Regions from separate parts of the Mus musculus genome. Here region 2 is linked to region 1. A link is a contact called in public promoter capture Hi-C data. All regions are on one chromosome and are shown on one strand. Each heading gives the region's core, a stretch centred on a gene start, on an enhancer-like site or on the middle of the called end of the contact. The rest is flanking DNA. Distances are from core to core; before and after follow the strand shown.

Region 1 (7,361 bases), core at 339-2,838:
AACCTGGGCTGGGAATATAGCTCAGTTGGTAGAGTGCTTGCCGATCATGAGAAAGGTCCTGGGTTCGGTCCTCATACCACATACCCTATGGTCTCTGCACTGGGGAGGCAGAAGCAAGAAGATCAGAAGCTCAAAGTCACCCCTGGAAAAAGTCTCAAAGCATAAAAATAAAAAGAGTAGAGAGCCAGACAAAGGTCTAAATTTGCATCCTGGACCTACTTCTTAATTGTTGGGCAATTAAATCTCAAAATGTTGGGCAGCTGCTTAACTTGTGCCTCAATTTCTCATTTGTAAAATAGGGATGAAAATAGAAATTCTCTCATATCGTGTTTATGAATGTCCTGTTAAAGCTAAATGTGTCATGCGTATGAGTAATCTCAGCACTCTAGAGGCCGAGGCAGGGGATTGGCAAGTTTGAGTCCAGCCTAGGCAATGTAGTAAGACTGTCTCAGGGATACTTACATTGCACATTGAGGATGACAGAGGCATTGGCTGGCCGGCCACTCCCTGGGTCCTGCAGGGAGCAGTTAAGCTCATGTTGGGAGCGCTGGGCAGTAACAGTGAAAGTGCTGGTTCCTCCAGAGAAGGCGTCCCCACCCACACTCAGCAGTCGGGAGGTGGTGGCCTCCTGTAGCTGTCCATCCAGGTACCAGGCTAATCGGGGAGTGGCAGAACCTCCTGCAACCCGACAGGTGAAGGCATGGTGCTCATTCTCCCTAAGCGCTCTCTCAGCCCAGGTCTGACCATCAATTTGCGGCGCCAGCTCCCCTTGACCTGGAACACAGCAGGCAGCCGCTGGGAGGCACTTGGAGAGACCACAGTGAGGTTCAGTTACAGAGAGGCAGCAGGCCAAGAGACAGGGCAGCTGGTTTCTCTGACCAGGATCTGCATAGACTTATGGTAGGGAAGTAGGGATAGGGGAACCCAGCCCTGGAGACTGGAGTGGGTATCGTGAGAGGAGATGCAAGCAAGGAGGGTTTGGCCAAAGGATGAACTGGGGTATACCTGAACTTAAGAGGGCAGGAAGGAGCAGCAGTGTGTGCCGGAGGGTAGCTTGGCTTAGAGGCAATTCCATGGTGATCAGGGACCGGCCTCCAGGCTGCTGAGAGAAGAGTACCAGCCATGTAGGCCTAACAATTCCTGCAATAATTTACCATGCACTGATGTAGACTGGCCCACAGTGGCCAAGACACCGGCACAAATAGACACAATCAGCAAGACCCAAAGGAAGAGACCCTATGGCAACACTTCGTCTCTGTGCGGGCATAGAGGCCAGCACTGACAGTAGATGACCACAGACAGACAGACAGACAGACAGACATGCACAGGCGCCCTTCCCCTTCCCCCCCAAACGATCGTCCTTCTCTTGACCCGGTTCACTCCTCGCTGGCCTTGGCTCTCCCTCCCATATCTCGCCATGCACCGCTTTTCCAATCTCGGCTGCTCAGGTGGACTTGGGCCTAGCAAGAGAGCGTCGCGGATCCGAGGGTCGCTGGAGCATCCTGCTTTCGGGTCAGCTCACCTGGCTCCCTCCCAGAGTGAGCCCCAGCAATTGCTCAAGAAGGCTGAGCACCGCAGTCCGCTGCAAGGGCGGGGCCCGCGCCAGGCAGGACCAATCGCTGCCCGAGCAAGGGCAGGTGGCCGTTCCAGCCCCGCCCTGTCCCGCCTCCTCCCTACCCCCGCCAAGGCCTCCACCGTGAGGCTGGTTAGTAAGCAGGCGGACACAGAGCAGACGCAGTCCGAGAGTCCCGGAAGTTTTATTGGGTCCTGGTTGGGTCAGGGTCCCCCTCTCCATCATTCGGCCGGCCACGCTCAGCGCCCGTTGCTGGGCGCGCGCAGCTGCCCCATCATGTCGGCCAGCATGCGGTTGCACAGCGCGGCGTACGGGTTGAGCAGCACTAGCTGGCGCCGTGCGAACGGGCTGCCCAGTCGCGCAGCCTTCTCGAAGTCCCTGCGGGCGTCGTCGTCCCGGCCCTGAAATCTCGCCAGTAGCCCGCTCTGCACGAAGCTCTGGCGGGCGGCGCGACCCCGGCCGCCGCTCAATGTCACCGCGCGCTCCAAGTCCTCCAGGGCGCCTGCGGGCGGACAGGGAGAGGGCGGCGCAGGTCAGCCGGGTGTGGGCAACCGAGCCCCCGCCCACCTGCCGAGCAGAGCAGCCCATCCCCTCCTTCGTGCAGCAGACTTTTGAACCACGAGGGATTATTTCTAACCCGAGATGAAGGGTTGCTACAATTGGCTTGTGGGCCGCCCACGGGCAGAGCTGAGATCAAAGTCCAAGGCTCTCCTTGGCCTTGTTCCTGGTATGTCCTAACATTAATGCACCCAAACGTGAATGTTTTCTAGAGGATCTGGCCACTGTGTTAGTGAATCCATCAATTATCAAATAGTCGTAGTTCACACAAGTGGAGCCTAGCACCTACTGTGTGTTTGGTGGCCCACTTTGAACCCTAGAGTTCAAGAAATCTCATTAGCTAACAGAACTGTTTCCTCTTTTCCAATGCAGACTACGAAAGCGGCACGTTCCCCATTTTTCTCCTTCATTATCTCCACGGTCTTCATTACTCTGTATCTTATTTCATTGGAAGAAGGTCGTGGAGCCAGAGCTGGCTGCACTGTTTTATTTTCGTGATTCTCAGAGGAACGTACTTGGATTGAGTTTCAGAACTCATCCCGGAACCTCAGGCAGCCAGCTTAGGGTTTCTGTTAGGTCCACGGGCTGCTTTCTTTGGACCCTGCCTCTATTCATAGTCTCCAGTTTCCTAAAGAGGCTGCCAGGGCCCTTGCATTGCTCAGCACCATCGTGGAGAAAGGCTGAGTTTCCCTCAGAGGTCCAGGTTGGGACTGCAGACTGAGCAGCTCTGGGACCAGCTCAGTTTCCCTCTTCACAGCTAGTCTGCAGGAATCCAAGCCTCTACAAGTGGAGTTACCTCTGCATCTCCAGGCTTTCCATCTGTAGGTTGTCAACAACAACCTATGGCAGACAAGCCTCCTGTCATTAGGATGAGGTCCAAATTCTCCAGTTTAGGTTCTAGGAACACCCCACCAGCTAGTCTTACCTATGGCCTGGTCTCCAACTCCTAGTCCTATTCCCTCTATCCTATGATCCCCATTCCAGCTACAGAAACTGAATACACCAGGTTTGATCCAGATACCTTCCCTGCCCAGGCCAAATCCCTGAGTGACAACCACCTTCTCATCTGACACTTGTAGTTTGTCACTCCTGGATCTCGGTCCACCTCCGCAGGGCTCAGCTTTCCACCCATCCCTGGGGCCCGCTCCACCCTGGAGAGTGCAAGCTTCCCAGACGGATGGATGCATTCTCTCTAGGCCCCTGGCGTCTGAATTGACACATTGCTCATCTTTCAGAACTTGCCCTTCAGGAACAGGTCCCCATGCCGCTTCCTCTCAGATTTGCCTGCTGTTACCTAATGATGAGCCCCCTGGAGAGTAGTCTCATGGTTTTTAGAGCCCTGCCACCTGGGTTCCTATTCTAGCTCAGCCACTTCTTGGCTGGAGGATGACGAGGAAGCTACTCAACCTCTGTATTCTTCCTTTTCTTCGACTTTATGATGAAATGACAATACATACCCTCTGGGGTGGGGGGTCATAAGGATTGTTACTACAACCTTGTGGTGTGCATAATGCCTAGTTCCCAGTAACTGCTAGACAAACATTTTATCCTCATGCCCTGCTCTTCAAGCCTACTGCTGCCTAGAAGGCTTTTATTAAGTCCATGAGCAGAATGCAGCCTCTTGATTCTCATATAGTCTCATGAAGCTAGCAGAACCCATACTGTCTTGAATTTTATAGGTAAGAACATAGATGTCAGGGAGTTTAGTGTCTCTGTTTCTCTGCTCTCCACCCACAACCAACTCATCTCTGCCCTTCATGGGAGGGGTCCTTTCTGTGGAGGATCTCTGGTGTTTTCCCCTCACCTGCTACATCCCCCTGGAGCCGCCGGGCTTGGGCTCGGTTGTTGTAGGCAGAGGCTCTGTCAGGTAGCAGGCTAATGGCTTGGCCAAACTTCTCCAGTGCTGTGTGGAGGTCTCCAGCTTCTGCCGCCCTCACTCCCTGCAACTCCAGGGCCTTGGAGTGCTCCAACTGTGCTTGAGGGAAAACTCCATCTGCACCAGGGGAGAAACAGGCATGTGTATGGTAGGGAAGAAAACGGAAAGTCACCTTGGACTTTGGCATTCTGACCCCCAAATGAGCTGACCAGGTGTGGGTGTGGGTGCAGAGTCAGGGATAGTAGCTGAGGTCAGTAAAACCGAATTCTAACATTGCTAAAAGACCTGAGAAAGAGGCACTGGGTGGTTCTCCTTGGCTAAGAGAAGCTCAACAACTTGTTCAGTGGTGACTCGCTCTAGACCACAGGCCCAGGGTGTGGCGCTTAGATCTGAACCCGGTTCTTCAGCTTTTTGGCTTCTTCTCGTTTTGCTTTACATACTCGGACACAAAGGCCACCAAACCCATCCCAGGTCATGAAAATGACTCTAGATGTTTTTCAGTTTCTCACTCTAAAGCTTCAGTGCAGCTAAGGCTTACCTCCTGCAGAAACAAAGCCCCCCAGACATCATTATTAGGCAATGGGCCATGCTGTTCCCCTGGAAGAGCTAGCTCCATGTCTAGCTTATAACAATGTGTAACAAATGAAGCTCTGCCTGCTGTCAGGATGGGCCAACCAAGCCACCATCCCGCCCTGTTTGCCTTCCATCCTTGCTGTGGAGAGGGTGGGTGTGATGTTCAAAATGTCAAATATTTCAGGGGTTGACTTAAGCCAGCACAGATAAGCTTGGATCATGGAAGATTTTTAGTTGTAGGCTTAGAGGTATGGGACTGAATGACAGAGAGAAACTCTGGCTTTCTCTTGGGAGATTCACCCCTGCCAACACCTGACCCACACTTTGAAATTCAGAGGACCTCTCAGACTCCAGTCTCTGAAATAACCTGCAAGGGTAGAACGAGGGTTCCGGCCTCACCATGTCCTGTAGGAAATCTCAGGGGCCTGCCAGGCAGCCTATGGAGGGGTAGACACCAATGTCAAAGGCTCACCTTCATCTCCCTCCTCTGCTTCTTCCAGGTCCAATCCAACAACATCTCCAAAGGGGGTATCAGGGTTGAAGATGGCCTGCAACACTGCCTGATCATTTGGAGTCCCCATGGCTCCTAGGGCCCAAGTGGTAACTCAGTGGGTGAAGGAAGATGGTGGGGACAGGGTAGAGCCTCCAGCTGGCAGATGCTGTGAACGGAGGAGGTTCTGTTTGGGGACCGCCTCAGGTACAGAGGTGTGCCTTCCAATCCTTAGTCCAGCCTCAGTGGCCAGGGTTACTGACCTGGCAGGGTGGTTTTTCAGTATTTCCCAACCGCACCCCCACCCCCAACACAGAATAAACAAATCCTGTTTCAGCTTTAAGGTGGAGCAGAGATGGAAATTATGCTTTCACTTTATTAAAGTCTGTTTAAAGATCACTACTTAACCTCCTATTAAACGAGTTAGGCAAACAGTAACACAGCCCTTCTACCCAGAACCTCTGAGGTCCTGGATATACTTCAGTGCTCACTGAAGGTCACTCCAGACAAGGGACTGGTTGAGTGATTCCATCTTAAAGAAGGGAGGCTGGAAGGCATTAGGTAACCCATTGACAAGCCCCTCCCTCCCCCACTCCACCCCCAAGGCCAAAGGAAGCTCAGCAGAGTGCAGCAATAAACTTGACATGTTTATTAATTAAACTATCACTTAAATAAAAAAAAGTGCATAGAAAATAAACATGTTTAAAAACTCCTTTTTTTGTTTTTACAACTATGTACACTTTTTACTTTTACATTCAGTCTTTCGTAGAGAGCTTTCAGCATTATTATTTTTTGAATATTAAAGTATTTTCCTTCATCCCTGTCTCAGGGAGTTAACACTGATGGGCTTCAGACACGTTTTCCTTCCCCCCCCCCACTTTGTCTCTAACCAGAAGCTTGGAAGAACACAAGGAAAAAAAGGGAAGCAAACAAAACAAACAAAAAACCCCCAAAAGATCCATTGTACATGACACAGCTGTAGAGAAATGTCTTATTCTAGAAATGAAGCTTGCCACTGTTCAGCTCATGAAACAATTATTCAACTACCTGTATTTGCTAAGGAGACTGTTAAAGTTCAAGAAAAGAAACACCACAAATCTATTTTTTTTTCTTGGTTGAAAGACAGAACTAGTGTACCCCAGAACAAGATACCAGAAAGCACAGAACACAATTTTCCCCTAGATGCAGGTGGTGACCCCAACATTCATAACCGGAAGTAGACGAGGAGTACAGGTACCGACTGGCAACGTCCACAGGCAGGAAGAAGCCAGGTGAGAGCAGATCTGCTCTGCACGCTCCTCTCGGGACAGGCGGGCGTCTGTCATCCGTATGTGGAGTCAGCACCACCGTCACTGTCACTGGGAGCCTGACATTTCCCTGCCCCACTAGCAACTGTAGCACAATCCTTATCTATAGTGTTAAGAGAAGTAAAAGCCATGGACTGAACTAGGCTTTGTTACAATGGTGCATTCCTATATTAGTTCCTATATATATATATATTTATATTTATTTGAAAACCAAAACAAACAAACAAAAAGGTTGCAAGTTTTCAGAGTGTGAGACTTGACTGGTATTCATGATTCGGCACAAAACTATCTGTTCAATAACTTTGTATTGCTTTAAAATGAAGGAAAGGAAACGTAAAATTACACCCAGCCCTTTGCAATGACCCGCTTTTCCTTAAAAAACAACAACAACAACAACAACAATAACAACAAAAAACAACTTGGTTTCTATGAAAAAGAATCCCAAATCCAATAAAAGTTAACATCAGATGAGGCTGTGACCTCTAGTATTTTCAGGTATTTGATTGAGCGTCAGTCCTTTAGAAAGATACATTCATTAAAAGATTTTTTTGTGTATGTGTGTTGTATTTTTTTATTTTATTTTATTTTAAGTTTTTTTTTTTTCTTCTTTTCTTCTTTTTTTAAATCAAGGTTGCTGCATGGTGCTTATTGGATTGGCCGGGGTTTGACAGAGGTGAGCTGGGTCCTGAAAAAGGAGTTTGGGTTGAAAACCTAAGAAGTGCCAGGGCTTCCTCCTTAATTGTGATTGGTTTAAAAACAGGGAGGGGTTGTGCTGGACATGGGCAGCACTGAGGGAGCCCAGGGACCAAGTTCCGACCAAAGGGTCAGCGCCATGCAGCTATTCTGGTTACACAGTTGTCACTGCCACCAGGAAACGCAGCCACAACAGGTTCTAGCAGCAAAGCCGGAACCCTCGAGGTCCGCAGCTGTCACTCCTGAGGCGGTGGGTTGCCCCTTGGGGGATTCTTGGGAATGACCCAGCGC
Region 2 (6,921 bases), core at 1,515-4,014, 64 kb before region 1:
GTCCCCTGACGCCCTCCACTGGCTGGCTTGCTATGGTCCCATTGAGTGGCTATCTATATCCAGGGCTTTAATTACCCACTCAGCTATGCCCAGTTGCCAAAAAAAAAGCCTTGTGGTGTGGCTTCCACTGCTGAAGAGCAGGCCTAGCCCTCTCTGTAACCCTCTTGCACCCAGATGCAGAAAGCTAAGCACCTCCTAGCCAGCTAGTCAGGTAGCAAGGGCCTGGCTGTGCCTGTATTATCAACATAGGGAAAGATACACTAGAGCATAAGGACTGGGGTCTGACACAGGTAACCCTAGCCCCATCCCCAATGTGCTAACAGCCAACACCACCTGTCTCCGGGTCTTAACACCTGAACAAAGGTGAAGGGAGTTCTGGGAAGAGCCAACCAGCCCTGACACCAGTGAGCACTGAAGAAAGTCCTTGGGATCCCAAGGGGCCCAAGATGAAAGGTCCAAAGCCAGCCTTGGAGCAAAATGCCAGGTCCCCCTCCCTCACCTGGGTCTCACAGGAGTCAAATGGTGGCTCTAGAGGGGCAATGCAGAGCAGTAGGCCAAGGCCTTTCTGGTCACAATGACTTTCTTTCGTCTTCCCTGCTCACATACGCCCTCGAGGAAGGGCCACCGGCAGAGGAAGGAGTCAGGACGGGAAGGAAACTGAGGCCGGGCGGGCAGAATGCCCAGGAGAGGCAGGGGGAGTGTCCAAAGCCAGGCGTGTAGAGAAGAAATTAGAAATAAAAATAGGCAGAGAGAAAGGGGGGTTTGTAGAAAGGACGAGGTGCAGGGATAATAGAGTGTGAAGTCAGGAGAAAATACTGAAAGCTGGTGAGGAGAGCCTGGGTGTGGTGGTACATGCCTGTAAACCTAATTCCCTGTACTCCGGATGTGGCGACAGGATATCAGACACTCAAGGCCAGCCTCGGCCTGAGCTTCATGAGACCTTGTCTCAAAAAATAACAGCAGTTTTGGGGATGAGATAGTGAACTAGGAAAATAGACTGTAGGGAAGGCCAGGGAACCCTAAGAAGCATGAGTGGTGGTGATGGGGAGGGAGGGGGCAGACTTAGCATACATTCCCCAAATAGGAGAGGATAAACCAGGCGCTTCAGAGCACCTTGGAGCGGGGAACGGAACCGGAGGGCAGCTAGGAAAAGAGGAATCCCCAGCAGCGGGAGAACAGAGTCTTGCACAGTCTGGGGACAGAGTAGACAGAGCTGGGAAGAGTAGTTGGGGTGGAGGAGTATTGGGGAGCGACGCTGGAAAGGTGCACTTCTCGGAAACCCGCAGGGTTCGTGGATCTCCCCACAGCAGAGGCTCGGCCCTCCCCAGGCCACCGGGTGGGACAAGGCAGCAGTGTTGGGTCGCCTGCTGCGGCAGCCCCGCCCGTCCGGCCCCGGGGACAAGCGGCCTTTCTTCAGCAGGGCAGAGAGAGAAAAAGTCGCTTGTTTGCACAGCAGGGAAAGGGGGCGGCCTCGCAGCTGCAGGAAGGGGGCTGGCATGTGGAGGGAGGTGCGTGCGTGCGGGGAGGTTGCGTGAGTGGAGCAGTCTTCCCGGGCGACCCTTCCCAGCGCGTGGAGTGCGTGGTGTGAAGCGGACTAAGTGTGTGAAGTCGAGGCCCATGTGAGGATTCACGTGTGCACCCGTGGGGTGACACTGGACTGTCGGTGTGACGTGTCTTGCGGGTGCGCGGAGGTGAGGCGTGGGATGCTGTGCGTGGGAGCTGTGCGGACGCCCGTGTTAGTGGCCAGTTCTGTTTGTGTGACCGCTGTGGAGTGAGCCCGAAGTGCGATGAGTCAGTCTCCGGGAGCCTCCGGGACCGCTGAGCTAACGGGCCCAGAATGCAGCCCCACCCCGGCTCACTGGGTCCCCCGCCGGGCCGCGCAGTCGCGAGCCAAATCCCCGCTGCGCTGGCCTGGGCGGAAGCGTCCGCGGCGCCAGGGCAACCCCGCGCCCCACGACCCCACCCAGCCGCCTACCCTCGCTTCCCCATCCCGGGGGAGTCCGATGACGGCGCTCGACCTCGGCTGGGGAACTCCGCGCTGTTTTTGGATCCAGACCGCGGAGGCGGAGCGGGAGCCAACGGCTCAGTCATCCCAGGTCGCCGGGGACCCTCATAGATAACGGGGGTCCTGGAAAAGTGCCCAGGAGACCCTAGACATGGAAACCCCAGGATCCCTCCCTGACTCCCTCCCACGCCTCAGAGTTGAACTCCACATCTTTTTGAGTCCATCCAGGCAGCTGGAACGAGGACAAGAGCGGAGACGCCTAGGGGATCCCCCTTCCTGTGGTCCTGCTGATGTGGAGAGGAACCATGTGCGATGCTGTAGACAAGGTCCCGCGCGCGTACCCAACCCGAGACTGCAAGTGTGGGATACTGGCCATCGGGGTGCCCACAGGAGGATCTAGATCCCGCAAGACTTGGGGGGGGGGAATTCCTCCACTTAATACCAGGGCCCCCTCTGGCGGTGGCGCTGGCAACGACTCAGGAGGGCAAGAGCAAGCAGTTCGCCGAGGGCGGCCCACAAAGCCCCTTCCGCCAACGCACTCACCTGGCATGGCCCCCTTTTTCCGCACCTTTCTACCCAGTTCGCTGGGCCAGACTGGTCTCGTCTGGTCCCGGGGACTTTCCCTTCTGTAGACTCAGCCAGACGGCGAATGGAACCCCGAGGCATAGTGGGAGGGGCACGCTTACCTTGTGGGGAGTTGGGGGGACACCGGCCCCTTTGCCCAAGTGGGCCGCGGCGGCCTCAGGCTGGCGAAGACTCTGTTGCTTTTCCCCTGGAGCCAGCTGAGTAGGAGGAGAGGGAGACTGTCCCGCCCCGCTTCCCTGAGTCCCCGCCCCCATCCCGTCCTGTCCGCCTGGCCAGCTAGAGAAGACGCCCTTGTGGTGCTGGAGCCCAAGGCCCCCACCCAGCTTTTCCCACAGCAGCACCTCCCCCGCTTGCACAGCGCCCGCTTTGTTCATCTGTACAGCTGGGCTTTCCACCACCACCACCAGGGCCACCACCGTGCAAACTCTCCTCTCACCCTCCCCTTCCGACCCTCCTAGACCACCCTCCACTCTGGGCCTCGAAGCACTTCTTTATTTACCTCCGCCTACCCAAGATGCCTGAATCGTCCCCTGACTCCCCATGAGTCCTAGCGCAGCCCTACCACAGATGCTCAATTTCCTTTCAGAACATCAACTGAGGGCACCCAGGTCAGCCCCTACCCTTTGCTGTTCCAAGCCCCACCATAGAGAGTTGTCGATTTAATAATTGCACACCATGCTTCAGAAATGAACGTGAAGGCAAGGTCCGTTGAAAGTGTGCTGTAAGCCAAATGATGGTGGTCTTTTTCCCAGCACTCGGGAGGCAGAGGCAGGTGGATCTCTGTGAGTTCGAGACCAGACTGGTCTCAGAATGAGTTCAAGGACAGCCAGGGCTACACAAGAGAAACCCTGTCTCAAAAAACAAAAACAAACAAAAAAGTGTGGTGCAAACCACAGGACCCAGGAAAGCTGAATGGAGCCGGCCTTTTTGCCTCTGTCCATTCACCTCCACTAAAGAATTGTTGGGTTGCAGCTGGAGCTGGAGGCAGGGTAGAAAGACACCAGGTTGGCTGAAGAGTGGGAGTTTGAGGAAGAAAAGAGGGAGGGGGGCAGTCTATAAGCCCAGCCTGGCGAAGTCATTCAGCAGTCCAACCCGCACCCCGAAATCCAAGCTGACAGTGTAGCCGCACCTTGCAAAGCCTGCTCTTGCCCCAGGAGACGGCTGGGAGGCCTCATGGGAGCTGAACTCAGACTAGACTGGGCCTCTTTAACCTGCACTAAAGGATTGGCAGAGGCTTTTCCTCAGTGAAGGAACAAGCAGGAAGCCCCCAAGTCTGGCTTAAGGTCCAGATGGGATGGGTTGGAGAAAATTTAAAATGAAAGTCCTCTTTGGAATGGACAAACCCAGTTCTGTTCCAGTGGCTTTTGTTCTGTGTTCTCTCTCTCTCTCTCTCTCTCTCTCTCTCTCTCTCTCTCTCAGGAATGGCAGGAGACTGAACTGCAGGAATTTGGTCACTCATTGACAGAACTAGCATTAGTAGGGGGCATCCACAGCTGGCGATTAAACCTGAGACTGTGGAGCAATGAACAAGAGGGAGGAGGAGAAGGAGTCCTACCTGCCACCTCCTCTAGCTAACAGAGGTGACAAGTGCACTGTGGTCACCAGAAAGTCCCAAGATATAAGCAGCTTCTTTTTACCTCTCTTCGTATCATTTGAGGCTCAAGGAACAATTTCAGCTCTGGCCAACCTTCCTGAGGCATATGTCAATCACAACAGTATTTTTCATGCTGCTCTAGTGTGTTGTTGTTGGTGGTGGTTTTTTGGTTTTTTTTTTTTTCTTTTTTCTTCCAGATGTTTCTTTCTAATGAATTGACCATAAGACTTACAATTTCTGCAATGGCCAACAGACCACAGAAAGATATTTCTTTAGGCTCCTGCTTGAAACCAACAGCTTCAGTAAACTGCAGCCTTGATTCAGGGCCATTTTGTTTTTGTTTTTGGTTTTTTGAACAAAAAGAGAAAGCAAAACAAAATCATCTTGTTGCAAATTTAGCATTTGGAGAGGGGTTCTGATTAGGGGGATCTCAAATTCTTCCATCTTTTTCTTAACCTCGGGTGGCTGCTGACTAACTTGGTCAGGCAATCATTAAACCCGCCAGAGGCAGGTGACGACGCTGAGGCAGGGGGCTCTAAAATAGCACCTAATTTTTTCTCAGTGTCTCACTGTCCAGCTGACACTATGATCAAGGCTCTATGAAATTTGTCCTATCTCCTGCTGTGTCCAGCCTCTGTGTTCCCACAGTTAGAGCACTCAGGGGACTAAAGACCTTCTGCCCCCACCCCTCCACCCTCATCCCACTCCACATCTGGAGCCCATCAAGAAGCCCAGTGCTCTCTCACAGTTATGCAAGAGGTCGAGCAGCTGGGAGCTCGGCTCCGAGCGCAAAGTGGGAGGAAGAGAAGAAAGCAGAGACCAACCAGCTTTCCAAGCAAGCTTCAGACTTTCCGAAATGGAAGCAGGGGGAGAGGGCAGAGGCTGGGTGTGGAAAGAAGGGTGAGTTCTTCAAAGCCTTCTGCACTTAGCTGTGGCTGTCAAGAGTGGGTTTCCACACTCCTCCTGCCTTTCCCTTGGCACACCTCCCATTTGGTCCCTCTTCTCAAATTGTGCTCCCTCTGGCTCCAGAAGAGGGTGAACGGTACTCATTTGGCCAGCAGCCGCTGTAGTCTACTCCCTCTCCCAGAAAGGATCCCTCTGGTTGTGTAATAGTTTCCTCAAGATTGAAACATTCTTTCCTGCAGGGAAGTTCCTTAAGGAAGGTAAACAACTCAAAATAGCTCCAGGAAGTCCCTGAAACTGACCAGATTCTCTAGGTCCCTCCCTGCCAGAGTAAGGAATAAAAAAGCCAAGAGTGCATCTCAGACAGGCTGAGCTTCAAACCAGACCACAACAGCTGCCTGGAAGAGGTTTAAGCCAACCGAATCATTTAGAAAAGCTGCTCTCCAGCCTGCTGAGCAGCATGCATGCTCAGTATTGGGCTACGAGTTCCCAGCTCAGTGAGCTCTCAAGCTGGGGTGGCCTTGTGATACATCCATCTTTGAGTCATTTCTACTCCTGTAATTAACCTATCACCCAAAAGTAACTACAAAAATAAAATAAAGTAACCCCAGTAAAACTCATTGGTTAACTAAACTGGACTTTGGTGGTGTGGTGGTTGCCCCAGAGAGAGGCACTATTAGGAGGGTGTGGCCTTGTTGGAAGTGTGTCACTGTGGGGGGTGGGCTTAGATACCTTCCTCCTAGCAGCCTGGAAGTCAGTTTTGTCCTGACTGATTTGGATCAAGATGTATAATTCTTGGCTCCTTCTCCAGCACTGTCTGCCTGGATGCTACGGTGTTTTCTGCCATCTTGATTAATGGACCTCTGAACCTGTGAACCAGCTCCAGTTAAATGTCCTTAATAAGAGTTGCTTGGTGGGCTGGTGAGATGGCTCAGTGGTTAAGAGCACCGACTGCTCTTCCGAAGGTCTGAAGTTCAAATCCCAGCAACCACATGGTGGCTCACAACCACCCATAATGAGATCTGACGCCCTCTTCTGGTGCGTCTGAAGACTACAGTGTACTTACATGTAATAAATAAATAAAATAAATAATTAAAAAAAAAAAAAAGAGTTGCTTGGTTACGGTGTCTCCTCACAGCAACGGAAACCCTAAGACAGGTGATAGCTTTACTTTGGTCTGTTGTGGGTTCCCTTTCTGGAGTAAGTAGACCTGTGTGTTGTGTCTCCCTAGGAAAAGTTGTGTCATACACCTCTGTGACTCCTTTGGGTCCTAAATGCCACCATTGGTGTAGGTGTGGTGGCATCAGTGATCACTCCATCCAGTTTGGTGAAAAGAGGGCTCAAAGTTTACCTTAACTGAGGTAAGCCACTATTTTATCAGTTGGTCTTACAAAATTTGCACAGTCCACACTTGTGATGCAAATCTAATACAATCAAACTGTGTGGGAAATTTGGCCAGGACTGAAGACTGGTCACCTCTGTGGCTCAGCTCCTGCCTGAGAGCAAGCACTGAGGACAGAGAGTGTAGCACATGTAGAGTGTGGCTGCGTGCTGTTTGGTATGCAGTGTTGAATACCATCCCCAGCACTGCATACACCCTTATTTGGGAAATAAAATCAGTTCTGCTTCTCTCGTTGCCTTGGATTTGCAGGGCAAACTATTTTGAGATCCTGTTCTGGTTTGTTAATACACCTGGTCAAACAGGGGACACCCAGGTGTTTCCCAGAGCTGGACTAGGATGTTTAAGGTATTTTCAACGATTTGATATTACAACACAACTTGTCATCTATAAAGATCGAACTCAAAAATCATGTGAGTTAAAAGGGTATATTTA

What was found. Capture Hi-C pulls out chosen DNA fragments and counts their contacts.
Region 2: a promoter capture Hi-C map of adipose tissue shows a contact between it and region 1. The contact joins the promoter of Phldb1 here to the promoter of Tmem25 in region 1. A contact is called at or near these places in 6 of 39 promoter capture datasets (embryonic stem cells, hippocampal neurons, liver and 3 more), 1 of 15 datasets of contacts at CTCF or cohesin (CD8 T cells), 8 of 484 Hi-C or Micro-C datasets (CD4 T cells, bone marrow, embryonic stem cells and 4 more), 6 of 115 datasets of contacts at active chromatin or transcription factors (the SCID.adh cell line, bone marrow-derived macrophages, effector CD8 T cells and 2 more) and 4 of 9 other capture datasets (adipose tissue, embryonic stem cells, liver and 1 more).

What each region holds. Positions count from the first base shown.
Region 1 is chr9:44,797,659-44,805,019 of GRCm38.p6, forward strand. It overlaps Tmem25 (transmembrane protein 25), which reads right to left and starts at 1,589. Exons shown (of 8, transcript NM_001357385.1): 1 at 1,006-1,589; 2 at 463-774. The coding sequence starts at 1,075. Ttc36 (tetratricopeptide repeat domain 36) reads right to left here and starts at 5,293. Exons shown (of 3, transcript NM_138951.1): 1 at 5,053-5,293; 2 at 3,936-4,124; 3 at 1,742-2,075. The coding sequence starts at 5,161. The coding sequence ends at 1,813. It overlaps Kmt2a (lysine (K)-specific methyltransferase 2A), which reads right to left. Exons shown (of 36, transcript NM_001357549.2): 36 at 5,697-7,361.
Region 2 is chr9:44,732,434-44,739,354 of GRCm38.p6, forward strand. It overlaps Phldb1 (pleckstrin homology like domain, family B, member 1), which reads right to left and starts at 2,765. Exons shown (of 22, transcript NM_153537.4): 1 at 2,692-2,765. Gm24166 (a small nucleolar RNA gene) reads right to left here and starts at 4,514; the gene lies at 4,380-4,514.